2 separate regions of the Ovis canadensis genome follow, and region 2 is linked to region 1. A link is a contact called in public Hi-C data. All regions are on one chromosome and are shown on one strand. Each heading gives the region's core, a stretch centred on a gene start, on an enhancer-like site or on the middle of the called end of the contact. The rest is flanking DNA. Distances are from core to core; before and after follow the strand shown. Region 1 holds the start of TRNAE-UUC (transfer RNA glutamic acid (anticodon UUC)). Region 2 holds the start of PHLDB3 (pleckstrin homology like domain family B member 3).

Region 1 (7,243 bases), core at 4,511-7,010:
AAAAGTTGGCTTAAAGCTCAACATTCAGAAAACGAAGATCATGGCATCCGGTCCCATCACTTCAAGGGAACTAGATGGGGAAACAGTAAAAACAGTGTCAGACTTTATTTTTTGGGTCTCCAAAATCACTGCAGATGGTGACTGCAGCCATGAAATTAAAAGACGCTTACTCCTTGGAAGAAAAGTTATGACCAACCTAGATAGTATATTCAGAAGCAGAGACATTACTTTGCCGACTAAGGTCCGTCTAGTCAAGGCTATGGTTTTTCCTGTGGTCATGTATGGATGTGAGAGCTGGACTGTGAAGAAGGCTGAGCACCGAAGAATGGATGCTTTTGAACTGTGGTGTTGGAGAAGACTCTTGAGAGTCCCTTGGACTGCAAGGAGGTCCAACCAGTCCATTCTGAAGGAGATCAGCCCTGGGATTTCTTTGGAAGGAATGATGCTAAAGCTGAAACTCCGGTACTTTGGCCACCTCATGAGAAGAGTTGACTCATTGGAAAAGACTCTGATGCTGGGAGGGATTGGGGGCAGGAGGAGAAGGGGATGACAGAGGATGAGATGGCTGGATGGCATCACGGACTCGATGGACGTTGAGTCTGAGTGAACTCCGGGAGATGGTGATGGACAGGGAGGCCTGGAGTGCTGCGATTCATGGGGTCGCAAAGAGTCGGACATGACTGAGCGACTGAACTGAAAGACTGGAAACAACCCAAATATCCATCAACAATGCATGCATGTGTGCTAAGTCGCTTTAATTGCGTCCAACTCTGCGACCCTATGGATTCTACGGACAGCTCTCCAGGCTCCTCTGTCCATGGGATTCTCTGGGCAAGAATACTGGAGTGGGTTGCCGTGCTCTCCTCCAGGTTACCTTTCCAACCCAGGGATCACACCCCCATCTCTTAATATCTCCTGCATTGGCAGGCAAGTTCTTTACCACTAGTGCTACTTGGGAAGCCGTCCATCAACAATAGACTTAATGCTTCACCGAAATATATATATTTTTTGGCTGCACCTCGCAGCTTGGGGATCTTATTTCCCCCACCAGGGATTGAACCTGGGTCCCTGTCAGCGAAAGCAACGAGTCCTAACCACTGGACCACCAGGGAATTCCCTTCACAGCAACTTAAAAAATAACAGTACAGCTACATGCAATAACATGGTTGAATCTTACAACATAATGTTGAGTGAAAGACCTCAGGGACAGAAGACTGCATAACTGAAAGATTCCTTTCATGCAAGTATCGACTCGCGGTGATAGAACGCTAACAGCCAGCCCTGGGCGTTACTGACTGGAGGAGGGCACAAGGAAACCTTCTGGAATGATTAGAGTGTTCTGTCTCCGGACCTCAGGGGTGGTGACATGAATGAGCATATATATATATATATATATATATAATACTATATATAGTATTTTTATATAATACTATGTAATACTCAGTTAAGTCGCTCAGTAGTATCCGACTCTTTGCTACCCTGTGAACTGTAGCCCACCAGGCTCTTCTGTCCATGGGATTCTCCAGGCAAGAATACTGGAGTGGGTTGCCATTTCCTTCTCCAGGGGATCTTCCTGACCCAGGAATCAAACCCAGGTCTCCCGCATTAGAGGCAGACACTTTAACCTCTGAGCCACCAGGGAAGCCGAATACTATATACAGTATAATATATAATGTATATTAATATATCTTATAATATTATATATAATAATATAATATATTATAGTATATTATATAACATTAATATACAATATAAATATTATATATAATATATATGAACATATTATTATATTATAAATCAATATTATAATTATAAATTATAATTATATTATATAATTATATAAATATTATATTATATAAATATATAATCATATTATTTTATTATACTTTATATATTATATATTGTAATATATGTAATATAATATTTTATATAATTAATTATAATATATTCTTATATATTGTTATATTATATTAATATATAATATAAAATTATAAAATTATAAACATTAATATATTATTAATGTATTATATTAGTAATATTATTAATAATTAACAATTATTATTAACTAATAATATTGTATTAATAACAGTTTAAATATTATATAAATTATTATAATGTAAATATAATAATATATTATATGAATAATATATTATATTATATAATGAAAATTATATATTATATAATTATATATTAATTTATTGTATTTTATACATTTTATATTGTATGTTATATAATTATATTTTATATATAATATATATAATGTTATAGAGATATATATTTATATTATATATTATATATCTACATATTATATTGCATATTATATATTCATTTCTGTTACATATAATAATATTGCATATAATAAATATAATATATTATATTTTATATATTATATATTAATATTATTATATAATATTATATACAATGTAATATTGTATATTATATAATATAATTATATATAAAACAATTATATTAAAATATAACATATAATTATATACAAATAATTATATTAAATATATTATATAATTATATATTATATAATGTATTATACATATTTTATATATATTATATTTATATAATATGTAACCAGGCTTCCCTGGTGGCTCAGACAGTAAAGAATCTACCTTCAAGGTAGGAGACCCAGGTTCAATTCCTAGGTCGGGAAGATCCCATGGAGAAGGGAATGGCTACCAGTATTCCTGCCTGACTAATTCCATGGACAGAGGAGCCTGGCAGGCTACAGTTCATTTTATAAGTATATGCATATATCGAGCTGTACACTTCAGTTTTGTGCTCTAAGTTACACAATAATTAAAAATGTAAATTTTTAAAATTTTTAATGAATAGAATAAACAACTAATACGTTGGTGCATTCAAGGCATGAAATAGCAGAATGCAGGACTGGTCCAGTGGGGTGCACGCATGGAGAATTGGGGCCCAGGGGTTCAGATGCCCTGTCTCACCACAAGGTGGCTCTCTCCTCCCTCAAGACTCAAGTCTCCGGGAGGGAAAACCAACTGAAGATGACATTGCTCACTTAGAAATATTCCTCAAGGTGCAAGGTTGTGTGCTCCAGAAAGGAGAGCGTAGGCCTAGGGTAGAAATGCTGTGCATTGATGCTGGCCTCACTACAGAGGATTGTAGCCCTTTCAAAACAAGGGACTGAATCCCAGCTTTGTCACTCCCTAGCTGTGTGACCTTGGAAATATTCATTAACTTCTCTGTGCCCCAGTATCCTCATTTGTACAGTGGAATAATCATAATTTGTAGTGTGGTTGTTGTTGTCCGTTCATGCAAAATGACTTAGTCTTCATGAAGCTCTTAGAACATCACCTTGTACAGAAGAAGAGCTCTGGGACTTCCCTGATGGTCCAGTGGTTAGGACTCTGCCTTTCCACTGCAGGGGGCACAGGTTTGATCCCTGGTCAAAGAACTAAGATCCCATAAGCTGGGCAGCATGGCAAAAAAAAAGAAGAGCTCAAAGTCATTATCAGAATAATATTGAGATGAAATCTCAGTAATGAATAGGGGAAGACCTGGCCACCCACTTCTGCAGGGACCAATTGGGTATGGAGAGCCTTGCCAAGCAGGAGATGTCATTTTGGGTTCTGTGTTCTTTTGTCAGAGCCTGATGGCCCACTCACAGCCACCACAGCCAGTGCTGATTCAGATCTGTGACCCATAGAGGGTGACACGAATCTTTCTGTTGGTACCGAAACTGTGGCTCGGTGTGGGAGACAGAATGTGTACGCACGTGCTCAACTGCTTCAGTCGTGTCCGACTCTGTGTGACCCGGTGGACTGTAGCCCCCAGGCTCCTCTGTCCATGGGGTTCTCCAGGCAGAAATACTGGAGCGGGTTACCATTTCCTCCTCCATGGATCTTCCCGACTCAGGGATTGAGCCCGTGCCTCTTTTGTCTCCTGAATTAAGCAGGTGGATTCTTTACCACTAGTGCCACCTGGGAAGCCCGGGAGATAGAATAATGCCCCCCCTAGAATTTCCACATCCTAATCCCTAGGACCTGTGACTATGTGATGCTGTGTGGCAAAAGGGGATTTGCAGGTGTGCTTAACTCAAGCATCTTGAGATGGGAAGATTATCCTGACAACTATCAGGAAAGGTCCAGTGTAACTACTTGGGTCTTTATACAAGGGAGGCAAGAGGGTCAGAGTCAGAGAAGGAGATGTGTGGACAGAAGCGGAAGTCAGAGTTATGTGGCTGGGAGCCAAGGAATGCAGGCAGCCTCTGGAAACTGGAAAAGGCAAGGAGCAGATTCTTTCTTAGAGCCTCCTTTTTTTTTTCCTTTTAAAAAATATTTATGAATTTGGCTGCACCAGGTCTTGTGGGGTCTTTAGTTCCAGCATGCGAACGCTTAGTTGCATCATGCGGGATCTAGTTCCCTGAGCAGAGACAACCTGGGCCCCCTGCAATGGGAGCGTGAAGTCTTAGCCACTGGACCATGAGGGAAGTCTCTTTTGAAAGAAGATGGCTTTTGATTTTAGCCCAAGAAGACCTATGCAAGATTTCTGACCTCCAGAACTGTAAGATAATAAACTTGTGTTATTCTAAGCCATTAAGATTGTGGTCAGCTGTTATAGCAGCGATTGGAAACTAATACACTCAATGTAAGTAATGTCTGGGCAATTTGGTGGTGTTTGTAGCTGTACGTCTAAATTTTTTTTTTAAACAGGCAATACGATCCCCTGGTTCAAAATTCAGCAAGTGTATACAACTACTTGAGAAAACTGTTTCTCAGTATTCTGCTAAACATATATTATATATATATATATATATATATATCTCTTTTAACCCTGCACTTGCAGCCCTGCCTACATACTGAATAGGAGGGCATAGGTATGTCCACCAAAGGACTCAGACAAGAATGTTCCTGGCAGCAATATTTGCAGTTGTCAAAAATTGGACATATGGGACTCTCAGAACTCAACCTAGCTCAAGACTCTGTCTGGAAGCACTTTCTAATCGTTGGGCTGTCCCTGCACCTGGGCAGCCTTCCCGGGAGGTTGGTGGGCACAGGCTGAGGGTGCCAGGGTGTGGGCTGATAATGTCCTTCCAGCTCCAAGCTGGGTGCAGTGATAGGAGTGGGAAGAGCCTGGAACATCATCAGTATTACAAGAGCCCAACACTGAACCCAGATCCTTTGCCCTGGGCCAGAATAATATCTCTGCGTGGCTGGCACCTCCCCTGTACCTCCTACTGCTTTGAGATAAGGATCAAGAAATTTGAGCTCTGATTGGTTACACATAGGGAAAATAATTAATACTCCAAATGCATGATGCTGCTGTGTGCTAAGTTGCTTCAGTCCTGTCCGACTCTTTGCGACCCTCTGAACTGCAGCCTGCCAGGCTTCTCTGTCCATGGGATTCTCTAGGCCAGAATAGTGGTGTGGGTTGCCATGCCCTCCTCCAGGGGATCTTCCTGACCCAGAGATCAAACCAAGTCTCATGTCTCCTGCATTGACAGCCGGCTTCTTTACCACTAGGGCCACTTGGAAAAGCCAAATGAATGATACAGCTTCCAAATGTGAAAGAATGGGCTTGGGCTTGCCAGATTAGCTGTAAAAGGATTGCTGTTATTCCAGACTTGACTTTCTCAAAGCCTATGAGCCCTGAGAATAGGGAGGCTACTCCAGATCAAGAGTCAGGAAAAACCCACACCCGCAGTTCCTGTAAGAATGACAGCTGCAGAGACCAGCCCCTCCGTTCCGCATGCTGTGTTGCCAGAGAGATGGGAGCGTGCCTGCGTCCCGGTCAGGCCTCTGTGCCCAGACAGCTGTCTCCATTCTGAGGGTGACAGCCCAGTAAGCCTCGCTTAAAAAAAAAAAAAAATACCCAGGGAAGTTCTAGAATCATCTGGATCCAATCATTTTTACAAGCAGCAAAAGTTCTGGGAAACTTACTTGTGGAAACCACTCAATTTTCTTCGCTCGTCAAATGGAGGTAATCATAATCTGGCTATAGGGAACTGCTGGGATGATTAAGTGGCTTCCGCAGGGCACACAAGAAGGAATGCGGGTTTGCAGGGCTCAAAGCTTACACAAGAACTAGGAGGAAAGATTTCGAAATGACTCCAAAGATCTTAGGATGCATGAATCCCTCAACTGCACCTTTATTTACAAAGCAAGGCTTCATTGAGCTAAAGACAAAAATTCAGAAAAACATAGCCCATGTATAACTGAATGATAAATAGATCTAAATTAATATATTTAGATTAAAAACCTCAAATCAGATAATGCAGGGACCTCCCTGGTGGGCCAGTGGCTAAGACTCAGGTTCGATCCCTGGTCAGGGAACTAGATCCCACATGCTGCAACTAAGAATTCGAATGCCACGATAAAAGATTGCTCAGGCAGCCAAAGAAAAATAAGTAAATAAATAAATATTTTTAGAAAACAGATAATGCAATGATATGATCAAATAAGGCATTCACTCTTCAACAGCCAGCAAACGTGGATGTCTTCCAAGCTTCCCGCCAGCTCCCTCTAGACAGCCACACCCAAATGAGAAGTACAGACACAACAGCTTCTTCCCCCTGCCATTCTCTCTATTGTGTTCCCTAATGGCAACCCACTCCAGTACTCTTGCCTGGAAAATCTCATGGACTGAGAAGCCTGGTAGGCTACAGTCCACGGGGTCGCAAAGAGTCGAACACGACTGAGCAACTTCACTTTCACTTTCCCCACATAAACCCTGGGCCTGAGAGTTTTCTGCCAAGAGCCATGACCTGGGAGCTCTCTGGGGTCCTCTCAGAGACAAGCTCTGATGTCTCCTGCTGGGGAGCAGAGCCCAAGATCTCTGAGCTGATGATAATTTTGGCCCCCGATTCCTCACCCCTCCCTGTATTCACGCTCTTTACCATGTAACTTTGTAGTTACATGACTCTGGGTTGCCTGTGGGACCTGCTTTCACCAGCAGAATGAGTTGGAAGTGACAGAGCGCCAATCCCCAGCCTAAGTCTTAATTGAGGGGCCCCCACCCATTTCAACCTGTACTTTTGTTGCGATGAGACCAGGCTAGATCACCCAACAGCTGACACCCCACCACCACCCCCTACCCTGCCCCAGACTTGTGGGTAAGCACAGCTGAGCCCAGGAAAACCATTCAGCCAAGCTCAGCCTAAATTGCCCAGGCACCACAAACTTGTGAGCTAAATGAATGTTACTGAGGGTCAGGGCTGGTTTGTTACACAGCATTGCTACCGCAGAAGCTAAATGGTATGGGAAATCTG
Region 2 (6,524 bases), core at 2,414-4,913, 67 kb after region 1:
GACCTGGATTCCTGGATCCAAGGCAGGAGGGGCTGGGGACCTGGATTCTTGTATCTAAGGCAGGAGGGGCTGGGGTCTGGAAACCCAGGTCCTAGGGGAAGAAGGAGCATCTAGGAACCAATATCCTAGAAATCAGGACACATAGGTCTAGATTTTGAGAGGGAAATCAGGGCTGGGAGAAATACAGGCTCTTTGAGGTAACTGAAGACTCAGGATCCAACCCCAGGAAATTCCAATATGTAAGATAAGGGCAAAGAGAGAGACTGATAGAATTACAAAGTTACCATTTTCCAACGGGCAGCACTCTCCCATCAAGCAATGACCAACAATGGATGTTAAAGCCTTTAGGTAAGTAACTATTAGGAAGGGATCAGAGTGACCTCACTGAGGTCTGGAGAATCAGAGAGAACATCCCCCAGGCCCAGTGCCCCAAATGCACCACAGCACATCCGAATCTGATCCATCTTATACATTTAATCAACCACCTGCTTCCAGGAAGCGAAACGAGATAAAGGACACCCCCGGCGTCCAACTGGTCACATACTGACCATGGGACAGAGGACTTGGTTTCTTCAACAAAGAGTTCAGGGGAAAAAAACAGTAGGCAGGGACCATTAGAGGAGAAACAACACAGGCAAGACATTGCAACCCATTACGATAACCCGATTCAAACAGCCAACTGTTAGCCATTGTTTTTGAGACAGTCTGGGACCCATGGAAACGGACTGGAGATGAGATAGTAATTCTTCAGATGTGATAATGACATAGGGGTGATGTTTTCTTAAAAGAGCTCTTAAAAAACTGAAGTATTCACTGTCAACATGATGTCTGGTACTGGATTTCAAATCTAGGGACAGGGAAGCCAACTAGAGGACATGAAACAGGAACGGAGGATTCATCGCAGCTGAACTGGGGAGTACACCACATGGCAACAGTCTATTTTTTGTTGGTTTGACATTTTTCACAAAACAACATTTAGAGAGCACAGAGAAATGGGGCAAGGGAACACGCCCCAGTGAGTCAGGCCCCTAAGTCATACAGGAGAGAGGGAGGAGGGAAACAGACAGGCATAGGTCCCCGCCGCTGCCCACCCCCAGCCCCAGTATCATGGCTTGGGCAACAGGGGGTGCAACCCGGGCCCCAGGTCCCAGGATTGCCACAGGAATGTCTGTCCAACAAGGAAGAGAACCGACGATGAAGGTCCGGCAGGGCAAACACACCTGTTCCCGCTGCTCCTGGCCGCCCTTCTCTGAGTCCACCTGCTGCCCTAGCAGCTCGCGAAGCTGCTCCTCCTCCCGCCGAGCGGCCACTCGCTCCCCAGCCAGCTCACCCCGCAGCAGGGCCACCTCCACCTCCATCTGCAGAGAGAAGGCAAGAGCTGGGACCCAGAGGCCTGGGACTGAGAGCAAGGAAGGGGTGGTGGCGCGCGGACGCCTGCTTGGGTCTGATCGAAGGAGCTGGGAATCCGAACTCCTGGATTCGAAGAGAGCATGGAGCAGGAGGCCTGAGACTCGGCTCCCATGGGTGTAAAGGACTGGGGTCCTGGCCTGACGGGGCTCCCCACGAGTTGGGGCCAGACTTCCCAAGGGGTCTGCAGCCTCACCTCGATCCTCAGTTCCTTCCTCTGACGCTGTAGCTCTTTCACTCGCTGCTCCATTAAAGCCACGCGAGTCAGGGCCTCCAGCTGCTGCGCGCGAAGCCGCCGCGCCGCCCCTCGCACCCCTTCTCCGGACAGAGCTGGTGCGGGGGGCTTGGCCGGGGTCTGCACTGGAGACGGAGCCTCCGCCTGAGGTTGAAGAGGGCTAGTCAGCTGGGGAGGACTCGCCCCCTGCCGTCACTAAATAGGTCTCTGGGGCGGGGGGTGGGGGTGGGAGTCTGAGTTAGCGACCCTCAGCCACCAAGCTCTTTTATCCGAGGCGGGGAGGGTGCAGGTCCGATGACTGCTCGGCCCCAGGAGGTGGCTCAGGGACTCGCAGTCCGGGGAGGGGGCACAACGCTGACTCAAGGATGCTGTTTCCCATTGTCTTGGCCTCACGTCTTCGAAGGTTCTGCATCTCTTTCTCTCTCCCCGGGTCTCTGAGCCTTTCCCCCTTTTCTCTGGGCTTCATCTGCCTGACTCAGTATGTCTTCTGTCTCTGAATCGCTATGTTTCTTTCTCCCTCGGAGTATCTCCCTGCCTCAAGGTTTCTCTGTCTCTCTTTCTGCTTCTCTGAGCATCACTGTTTCTGGGTTTCTGTCTGTGCCTATCCTCAACCCTCTGAGTCTCTTGTCCCTGCTCTCGCAGTGTCCCTTGACCCCTTTGGATCTTTGTCTCCCAGTGTCCCCGTCTCTCGGTCTCTATCTGGTCTCCCTATACCTGGCTCTCTGTGTCTCTGTCGCCCGCTTGGGTCTGCTCCTCTGGGTCCCCCCCACCCAGTGACTCTCGCCCCCCGGGTCCCTCACCGCATCGTGGCTGCTTTCGGTGCTGCTGCCTTCTCCCACTTCTTCCTCTTCCTTCGCCTGCTGCTCAGCTCCTTGGCCGCTCGGAAGCTCTGCCGGGGCCTCGGGCGCCTCCCGCTCGCGGGAGTCTTTGGGGTGCCCCCGGGGCTTGGAGGCCCCTTGAGATCGGACCTCTGTGTCGCACTCCGGGACCGCCGCCGGCGGGGTCTCCAGGTCCGGGCTGCTCCGCGTCCCCATGGCCGCTGAGAATTCCCGTCGGGTGGGCGGGGCCTGGGGTTACGGAGGAGTTGGGGGCGTGGCCCAGGGGGCCGGCGCTTCCCGCCCGAAAGCTCCGGAGAGCGCTCCAGAGGCGGGGCCTGAGAGTTCAAAGGATGGGACTGAGCATTCCAGAGGCGGGGCCTGGAGCTTCTAGGGGCGGGGTTCGTGGCTCCTGGGGCGTCACGCCCCAAGAGGCGGGACCGGAATTTGAGTCCGGGTCGTAGTACGCCCCCTACCGGCGCCTCCCTGCTATCCAGGTGTCGAGCCTTGTACTTTGCCACCCGCCCCCAACTATCCCCTTGGACCACTTTAGAGCGACCCCATCACCATCTGCTTCGCGGACTCAGGAGCTGGGTTCCGCTCTGTCCTCTCTGGAGCCCCGTAGTCTCAGCTCTGACCCCGCTGTGTAAGGGAGCCGTGCCCCTGCAGCCTCACCCAGGGATCGGAGAGTCGGGTCTCCTGGTCTCCCTCTCCTGACAAACCAGGAGCCTTGAGTCCTCGGCTCCTCGAGAGCGAGATTCCAGAACTCCAGCCCCCGCGACCCCCACAGCCCCGGCCCCCTCACCGGCTCAGGCTTCGGCGCGCTCCGTTCTGCGCTCCGGCGCAGCAGTTTCTGCCCGCTGGACAGGTCGCTGGGGAAGAGGGAGGAGAGACAGGCTGCTCGGTCCCCCTCCCCAGCAGCCCGGAAGTGGAGTGGGGGACAACAGGTCCAACAGCTCTCGAGGGAGGAGGGAGCGACCAGCTTGCCCCGCCCGCAGCCGCGGCATCGAGCCATCCTGGCCCCACCGGCCCCACCCTAGGGAAACCCAGCATGACGACCCCCCCGGCTCTGCCTCCAGCGCCCCCAGTCCTGCCCCCGGGGGGCCAGGCGCCTTGGTCACCTGTGTAAAAGCGCCTCCCTAATGCCCAGACTCTGAGAATCCTGAGAGGAAGAGGGGAATGGAGGTAGGGGCCTCTCCCCTCTAATGAGCACTTTAGAAGGGCCCCAACCGGTTTGGGGAGCTGGACAAGAGGAGGGGGTGCCCTGAGCTGAGTCAGAGGCCCGCCCAGAGACAGCGGGAAGTGTGGCCCCCCCACCTTGCTATGGGTGGAGGGCAGAGGTTAAAGGTCTCAGCCAGACCCTTTCCTCTCTGAGCAAAAACAGGAAAATAACTGCTATGTGAGAAAGGATTTTTGGATGTCAGGAGCTGCCTATATAAAGTATAAACATTTTATACACATTAAATTATTTGATCTTTACAGCAGCTTACAGAGAAATTACTATCTCCATTTTATAGTCAGGAAACTGAGGCTGAGGGGGGCAAGCATACCCAGAGTCTACACATGTTGTTAATGTGAGCAACATATCTGTTCTCTGGAAAATCCATAGTCTTTACCATTAGGCTTATTGTCATTCAAGCCAGGAAGTCCCTGAGAGATCATTCGAAAAGATAGTAACAATAATAGCTAACACTGATAGGAAATCTGCAGTGTAGGCAGTGTGCCAAGCACTTCATGTATATGAACTCATTGGATCATCACAATACCCCATTATTATTTCTATTATTCCCATTTTACAGATGAAGAAACTGAGGCTGGGAGAATTGAAGCACTTTATTCTGGGTCTCACAGGGCAAGTGGTTTAAATTCAAGACTGTTCTAATCCAAGGAGCTGAGAAACCCTGCCCCACATATTTGTTTGCTTCTCTCTTATGAGTTACAAAAATCTCCTCCTTCCAGGCTCCCAGGACCTTTATCCTGCCTTGCTCCCTGACCTCTCCAGGGACCAGAACTAACCGCAGATACCTCAGCCCAGAAACTCACTGGTTCCCCCAGAAAACAGAAGTCAGATTCAGAGAAAAAAGATTTTTATTTAAGAAGCTTGAGGGGGCTAGTAAGGGAGGGGAAGAGGAGAGAGGCCCCAGTGATGGCACGGCTCCCCTCACCCCACCTAGTGCATTCTTAACGGATGTAAGCTGTGGCCTGAGAGGCAGGGTCGGTCAGGAAGGGGGTGTCTGGATCCCACAGCGCATGTTAGCTGGAACAGCAAAGTCTGAAACGAAGAAGCTAAGAGTGAAACAAAGGGGCCCAAGCAGACCATCTGTCTTCCCCTCTGCCCCACTGGGGACCCAGACATCCCAATAGTTCTTCTTCTTTGAGAAAAGTCCAGACCCTCAGCACCTCCTCCCTCAGACCCAGGTGTCCAGACCCCCAGCTCCTTCCCTCAGATCCAGGAGTCCAGATCCTCAGCCACTCACCTATCTGCTGAGGTTTAGGCAGGTTCAGTTTGTTCATGACCTTGACAAACTCCTCACAGCTGAGGGTGAGCCGAGGGTTCAGCGTCCGTTCCTCCTCCACAGTGGACACTGTAAGCCCTAATGGCCAAGGGAGTGGGGAGGAATGTCAAATTGTCCAGTGCTTCTGGCCTCCCAGAACTACATTTCCCAGGAGGCCTCAGGGTACATTTCTGGCCCAGGACTAACAGATTGCTTTCCCCCTAACCAATAGGCACTATGGGAAATGTAGTTTCCCAGTTCCTTAAGGTCTATAAGGAAGTCCCAGGAAAGCCTATGCCTTCCGGAATTCCAGGCATTATATTTTCTACATCTACCCTCTGTATACCTCAGCACTTGATCTTTTTGGCCAGAGGAATTCCTGGGACTTGTAGTCCAAGAGCCACACGAGGATGACAGCAGTTCAGTGCTCCCTCTCAAAAGCTAAATTATGTAAATCCCACAACTCCTCCAGGAAGCCCTCACCGTGGTAATCATGAGCAGGGTAGATCAGACAGTTTCCTGGAAGAGTGAAGATCTTTTCATGAACTGAGTGGTACAAGGTCTTAGCACAGCCTGGGGAAGGAAAAGTTCAGAGGTCAGTGGAACAACAGGTTGAGAGAAGCTCCCAAACTGCTTCCCTTCAGGAAAAAGACAGGAGGATAAAAATCACTGTAGCTAAACCTTCTCCCTCATTTTCTGCCAGTAGCCCTTTGGGTAGAGAAGGAGAGGGAAGGGAATTCTAGGTAAGTGGAACAGCACATGCAAAGACTTGGGGAATGGTAAGAATTCAGCAGGACTGTAAAGAAGGTTGGGATAGGACCCTGAAGCACCAAGTCCCCTCGCTCTGGGGGTGCTAAGGAAGGATTCTGGGCAGGGAAAGTGGACTAGAAGGTAAGAAATTGAAGACATGAGGCAAAGGAGGATAGAGCCATAGTTTTGGCAAGAAGCTCTGAGTCCTAAATTGGGACAGGAGCAAACCTCTCAGAATGTTCTGCCATCTTTTCTTTCATCTTTTCTTTGATCTCATGACTGTGTTGGATGAATAAATGGAAGATTAGGAGCTTCAGAGAGAAAAAGACAGAGACCAAGATGGAAAGATAAGCAAAGAGGAAGCAAGAAGCAGCCTGGGGACATGGCTACCCACAGCCAGCTCACTAAGGCTGTCTCTTTTCTCTCATTCAGCCTCACCCTGCAAGGTGGCTGAATCCTCCCAATCTAGTGTCCACCCCATTCACACACATACTCAAAGGGCAGCTGGACCCTGACACCGTGAAACTAAACACCCTTCCCACAGTGAAACTTCTTAACGTAATTGCCCCCAGCAGCTAAACCCCAAATGTAACATCATGCATGCTCAGTCACTCAGTGGTGTCCAACTCTTTGCAACCCCAAGGACTGTAGCCTGTTAAGTTCCTCTGCCTATGGGATTTTTCAGGCAAGAATATTGGAGTGGATTGCAATTTCCTCCTCCAGGGGATCTTCCCGACCCAGGGATCAAACCAGCATCTCCTGAGTCTCCTGCATTGGCAGGAAGATTCTTTACTGCTGAGCCTCCAGGGAAGCCCAAGGTAA

What was found. A called contact is a pair of places that touch in the nucleus more often than the background predicts.
Region 2: a contact with region 1 is called in a Hi-C map of fibroblasts, with 4 times the contacts expected there. The contact joins the promoter of PHLDB3 here to the enhancer-like site in region 1. A contact is called at or near these places in 2 of 2 Hi-C or Micro-C datasets (fibroblasts and lung).

Annotation. Positions count from the first base shown.
Region 1 is chr14:64,708,956-64,716,198 of ARS-UI_OviCan_v2, forward strand. TRNAE-UUC (transfer RNA glutamic acid (anticodon UUC)) reads right to left here and starts at 1,112; the gene lies at 1,040-1,112. Within about 2 kb of position 5,761, the one cell type or tissue checked has open chromatin away from gene starts, as enhancers often do. A contact at or near this core is called in fibroblasts, where this site is marked.
Region 2 is chr14:64,778,284-64,784,807 of ARS-UI_OviCan_v2, forward strand. It overlaps PHLDB3 (pleckstrin homology like domain family B member 3), which reads right to left and starts at 3,664. Exons shown (of 17, transcript XM_069549140.1): 1 at 3,579-3,664; 2 at 3,263-3,329; 3 at 3,133-3,170; 4 at 2,443-2,709; 5 at 1,604-1,786; 6 at 1,221-1,358. The coding sequence starts at 2,676. ETHE1 (ETHE1 persulfide dioxygenase) reads right to left here. Exons shown (of 7, transcript XM_069550957.1): 5 at 5,436-5,525; 6 at 4,935-5,051; 7 at 4,528-4,729. The coding sequence ends at 4,677.